2 separate regions of the Hordeum vulgare genome follow, and region 2 is linked to region 1. A link is a contact called in public Hi-C data. All regions are on one chromosome and are shown on one strand. The core of a region is the stretch at or near the end of the contact, and the rest is flanking DNA. Distances in the headings are between cores, read along the strand shown.

Evidence for each region. A called contact is a pair of places that touch in the nucleus more often than the background predicts.
Region 2: a Hi-C map of leaf shows a contact between it and region 1, with 2.3 times the contacts expected there. The contact joins the enhancer-like site here to the promoter of LOC123395774 in region 1. A contact is called at or near these places in 2 of 6 Hi-C or Micro-C datasets (leaf and seedling).

Annotation. Positions count from the first base shown.
Region 1 is chr5H:423,646,801-423,649,683 of MorexV3_pseudomolecules_assembly, reverse strand. LOC123395774 (probable inactive receptor kinase RLK902) reads left to right here and starts at 1,484. Exons shown (of 1, transcript XM_045090803.1): 1 at 1,484-2,883. The coding sequence starts at 1,906.
Region 2 is chr5H:423,955,491-423,958,373 of MorexV3_pseudomolecules_assembly, reverse strand. No RefSeq gene overlaps it. Among protein-coding and RNA genes, the nearest start is that of LOC123399915, 21 kb to the left of the region's middle. Within about 2 kb of position 1,438, at least 3 of the 3 cell types and tissues checked have open chromatin away from gene starts, as enhancers often do. A contact at or near this core is called in leaf and seedling, where this site is marked.

The DNA.
Region 1 (2,883 bases), core at 235-2,734:
GGGTTACGCATGCATGTTCCTGTACGGATGTGCCACTTGGGTCCATAACTAGTCACGCCGACCCGGGTTCTCTAACATATGATTGGCACCGACATATTCATATACGTGAGCCAAAAGACACAAACAGTCTCAGCCAAGGTAAGGTGGCAGCCGTGGAGTTTACCGTGCGCGAGGCCACAAAGTGATGTGATGTGTTACATGCTAGATTTGCATGGCTTAGGATCGGGATCCTGATAGCGTTGATATCAGAGCATGCCTAACTCTAGGATTACCAAGCCAAACCGGTTAAAGTTGAGTCTAGAAATGCTTTAGTTTTGTATAAGGGAATTGATTATGGAAGGAAACGTAAGGCTCTTTTTCCTTCTTCGCTCGAATCATTCTTATGAGTCACCCTCGTCTTTTCTACGAGGATTAAAAACTAGAATCCTCACCTATTTCTTAGGATCACGAGTTACTACTGTGTAGACTTGTAGGAATGGTTGTTTTGAGTCTCAGTCCAGTTTTTGAGTATTTCCCGTGTGACAAAAACTCTCGGTTACGGAACATTGGAACTATGAAATTGAGTGGTTATGCTACCCAATCTTTTCAGGATGTCTCAAAATACTTTTTGAGCATTTACAACCGTTATGTTGCCCAATTTTTGCTAGGAGCTCTATTGCATTTGCATTATTCACTTACAAAAGATTACGATCCTTTGACGCTAACTACCCCCCCCCCCCCCTCAATTTTCATGGGATAGGCCCTCCTTTCTCTTAATCTACAATCAAAACTAACCAACCTGTAAATCTCCGTACCCCTTTGTATCTATAACATTAATTGGACCGAATTCCTTTGGAAGAATTCCGTATGTTTAGCATTTTATTGTCTGGCACGCTTTTAACCGTCAGATTTTCGGGCTGGGCTGTGCTGAAAGACGTCGAGTTCAAGCATCAAAGGGTGAGCTATCTCAAAAAAAAAAGTTCAAGCGTCAAACACGCGAGTAGAGTGAAGATGGCGCACGACCAACACGCAACAACAGGTGCACACGCCACAGGCCCTCCGACCCCGTGCCGGCAGCACAACCATAGTTCTACCGGTGCATGCGCGTGATTCCTTCGACTCCGAGGCCCGCACGCTCGCGCACGTCAACCGTCCATAGTTTTAGGCTTTTAGCCCCCCCCCCCCCCCCCCCCCCCCCGCGCGATCCGGACGCAAATGGTAATTTAAACCCCCGGCCTGGCGCGCGCGCCCCGCTACTCTACCACCACTATCCAGCCACGCTCCATGCCTCCATGTGATGTGATTCACCGGCTCCCACACCCGCACACGTTAGCGTACCGCACCGCACGCAATCAGCGAACGAGAAGGCTGGCTAATCTGATAGACACGGCTGTCCTTGCAAAGATCGTACAAGGGACGGGGTCTAGACGTAGTACGTCCGAAGGAAACGCTCCAAATGGAAGGCCATGGCCGTGCTTGCTCCGGCCAGCAGCTATCCCGGTCGAGCTGTAGCACACATCAGTCGATTCGTGCACCCTATTCGCCTCTATTTCCTGCAAGGTGCGAACCGCTAGCTTCCATTCGGCACGTCCCTGTCACTCTCACCGGGACACGGACGACTATTCCATGGCTCCCGGTCGATGCGTGGAGTGCTACTGCTAGCCGCATCAGGCATCATCTTCCCGCGTAGATCAGTTTGACTTCTTCCTATAATATGGCCGCACACTCCTTCCACCGAGGGCTAGCAGTAGATTAAGATTAGTAGCCGAGTACTTAACTATAAGGTCTAAGGAGTAGTACGTATACGTAGGAGGCAGCTCTCTGCATTTCCATATCATCCTTACGTCTCTCGGACGATCATCGGGTGACGAGACCAACTCCATCGTTACGGGCTCTGCGCTGCGCGTCAGCTCTCGTCGACCGGTAATGCCGCTGCCGGGGCGCGGCCGCAGCCTGCTGCTCCTCGCCGTCGCGCTGTGGTGCTCCACGCTCCGGTGCGCCGTGCCGGACCTCGCGGCGGACCGCGCGGCGCTGCTCGCGTTCCGGGCCGCGGTCGGCCCCGGGCTCCCGTGGGACGCGTCGCCGGGGGCGTCGCCGTGCGGGTGGCGTGGAGTCGGGTGCGACAACAGCACCGGAGGCGGCCGCGTCGTCGCGCTGCAGCTCCCTGGCGCTGGCCTGGTCGGTCAGCTGCCGGCGGGGACCGTGGGCAACCTCACGGCGATCAGGACGCTGTCGCTCCGCTCTAACGCGCTCACCGGCGGGATCCCCACGGACATCGGCAACTGCGGAGAGCTCCGGTACCTCTACCTCCAGGACAACCGGCTCGCCGGCGAGATACCGGAAGGGTTCTTTTCGCTCGGCTTGCTGCAGCGGCTCGTCCTCTCGAATAATCGTTTCACTGGCGAAGTGTCGCCGGAGTTCAACAAGCTTCCCCGGCTCGCCACTCTGTACTTGGAGAACAACGCCCTTAATGGCACCCTCCCTGCCGACCTTCACCTTCCTAATCTTCAGCTGTTCAACGTGTCCGACAACCAGCTCAACGGCCCTGTGCCAGCGTCGCTCGCCGGAAGACCGGCTAGCGCCTTTGGTGGGACAGCGCTATGCGGCGCCCCTCTAAGCCCGTGCGCGAACACTGCGCCGCCACCACCACCGCCGTCGCCATTGCCATTGCCTCCTCCGGCCTCTCCGGAGGACAGCAAGAGCGGCAAGCTCTCCACTGCCGCGATTGCCGGTATTGCTGCGGGCGCCGTCGCGGCGCTCTTGGTGGTGCTCGCCGTGATCTTCTTCCTCCTATGTTTCCGTCGTCGCAAGTCAAATAAGGCCGACACTTCCACCGAGACGGCGGCCTACGGCGACGAGGACGCGTCACCGGAGACGGTGTCCGTAGCGAGGGCGGAGAAGAGC
Region 2 (2,883 bases), core at 189-2,688, 310 kb before region 1:
AATATAAGAGGAACATGTTTTTGAATATATGAACATTTGTTTATGGATACATGATTATTTCTAACTATATATGTAATTCACTTCATATTAAAAATGGCGATAACCATAAAAATTAAATGTTAATTTTTTAGATTAATTTTTTTCAAACAAAACGAAAAATATACATTAACAGATTGAACAATGTCTGTCCCAGTATTTGTTATCATTCAGCCGACCCTCTCCAAATGAATTGGAGATCCATGGATTATCGATATTGTAGGCTTGTAACACACATGCGTACAGAACAAATCTTTCTTTCTTCTTGCAGGAAAACAAACAATTTGTGGACATCCAATACAACAAGGTTCATCCATTTTGAAAAAGATTTACAGATTTGAAGAAAAAGGTCCATCCATTTGCAAAATAAAGTTCATTTCTTAAAGAAAGGTTCATCAATTTTGAAAAAAGTTTATCAGTTTGAAAAAGTTCATTCAAATTGAAAAAAAGTTCATCCAATTTTTCAAATGTACATATAAATTCAAAAAAGTTCCTGTAATTTTAAAAAAGTTCATTAAACCGAACAAAGGTCATATATCTTTAGAAATTTTATCAATTCTTAAAAATATTATATTTTTTCAAAAATATGTTTATCAATTTTCAAAAAAAAATCATGAGTATTCAAAAAAGTTTATAAAATTGTAATATTTTAAAAAAAAATCGATTTTCGGAGAAAAATTCATCAATTTTGAAAAATGTTCATCGAAATTTTAAAAAAGTTCATCACCCGACGTCTGATGGGCTAGGCCATTGCTGAAATCTGTCGGCGCCAGTTAAGGTGCATTTTGTTAACTGGTGGTTTACCTGCAGTACGAAATAGGAAACACCCTTTCGGCAGTCGCACTTCAGGATTGATAGGTTGTTTTGCGTTTTTACCTATTTTGTGTTTTTACCTATTTGTGCTATTATTTTTTCAATTCTTCTATTTTTTTTCCTATTATTGAATATCTTTGAAATCAGGAACTTCGTTAACATTTATTAAATCCATGAAAATTTCTTATGAGTTTAGCAAGACAAATGAAAATTTAGAAACTTATTATGAAATCCAACGACACTTTTCAAATTTCTGAATATTGTTTGAATTTTGGGAATAACTTTAAAATCTGCAATTTCAACACAGGAATACTTTTAAGTTAACAAACTTTTAAAAAAGTTACATTTTTATTTTCTCCATATACGGCATTTTAAAATGGTTGAGATTTTTTCAAACAATTGAACTTTTTCTGAATTGTGGTGAACAACAAAAGGGGAAACGAAAGAAAATACAAGGTGCCCTGTGCTGGGTTGGCTCAGACTGCATCGCAGGATTGTGTTCGGCCGCGGGGAAATCCTTATAAGAGCCTAACAGACGTGTGTGTGGGTGGGGTTTGGAGAATATCCTATTTGCCACTCGATGCGTCAAGCAGCCGGTGCTTCGCACAGGGCCGGCCCGTATAACTGCTCGAGTGTTCCAGTTTTGGGAACCTTCCAGAGGTTCCAACCGTTTTTTTCTGTTTCTGTTTTAATAAAATGTTCTTGATTTTCAAAAAATCTTCAAAAGTTCGAAAAATGTTCTTACTTTTTAAATAATTGTTCTGGATTTTAGAAAAATGTTCTGGAGTTTGTAAAATTTGTTAGATTTTCAAAAAGTGTTCTTGATTTTGTAAAAGTATCTGGATTTTCAAAAATGTTCCTGAATTTGAAAAATGTTTTGGAAATTGAAAGAATGTTCCGGACTTTCAAAAATTGTTCCGGATTTTCAAAAACATGTTCCAGAAATTTAAAAATGTTTTAAATTTTAAAAAATATTCGCGAATTTTAAAAATAGTTGGGAATTTGGAAAAATGTTTCGGAATTTAAGAAAATGTTCCGGAATTTTTAAAAACTATTCCAGAATTTGAGAAAATGTACCAAAATTTGAAACAATGTTCCGAATTTTTTATCTAAATGTTTCGGATTTTTGAAAAAAAATGTTCCAAAATTGGAAGAATGTTCTATAATTTTTATCTAAATGATTCTGATTTTATCCTTTGTTCTCTGTTAGTGGGCTGGCCCAGTCGTGATTGCCTCCGCGCGTTGCTGGACGCAAATGGCATCCAATAGGACCTCCCGGGGTTTGGTCCACTTTTTTTACCTGTTTTAGGAAGATTCTAGGATTGTCCTATCATACTTTTTCTCATGTTTGCTTTTTTTGTTGGCTTCTTATTTAGTTTACAGCTCAGTTTTTATTATTTTTCATTACTAAAAACACGAAAATGAAATATGTGACACTATTTCAAATCCTGCACATTTTCTGAATTCGTGAACAATTTTTGCATTTACGAAAAAAATAATTTTGGGATTTTGTTTATAACATATGTTTTTGTGAAATAAATGTGATTTTTTAAATATGCAAAACAATGAATTCCGGGATTTGTTTTTTGATTTTTTCAAGGAAAAATAACTTTAATTTTTGGGAGCACCTTTTGAACTCATTAACTATTAAATATTTAATATTTTTTAATATTAATCATTTTTATTGATGAGCATCTTTGAAATCCATGAGCATTGTTTTGAACTCTTGAACATTTTCTATTGTTGGTACAAAATAAAAAAAATGGAAAATGTATATACAAAATGAAAAAGAAGGTACCACGTGCCCCCACACTCACTAGAACGGACCAAACTGCATGGGAACATGCTTTGTGTCACACATCAGTTTAGCCTATGTGTATGACCGGGCCGGCCCTCTATTTCTATATTTTTCGAAGCTTCTAGAACCGTTTTATCTGGTTTTATGTTTGTTTTTTTCTTTGGTTCAGTTCTTCTAGAACCGAGCCAAATGCAAAAAAACTGGCTGTTCATGCTCATGGAGTCGTGTTCACATGC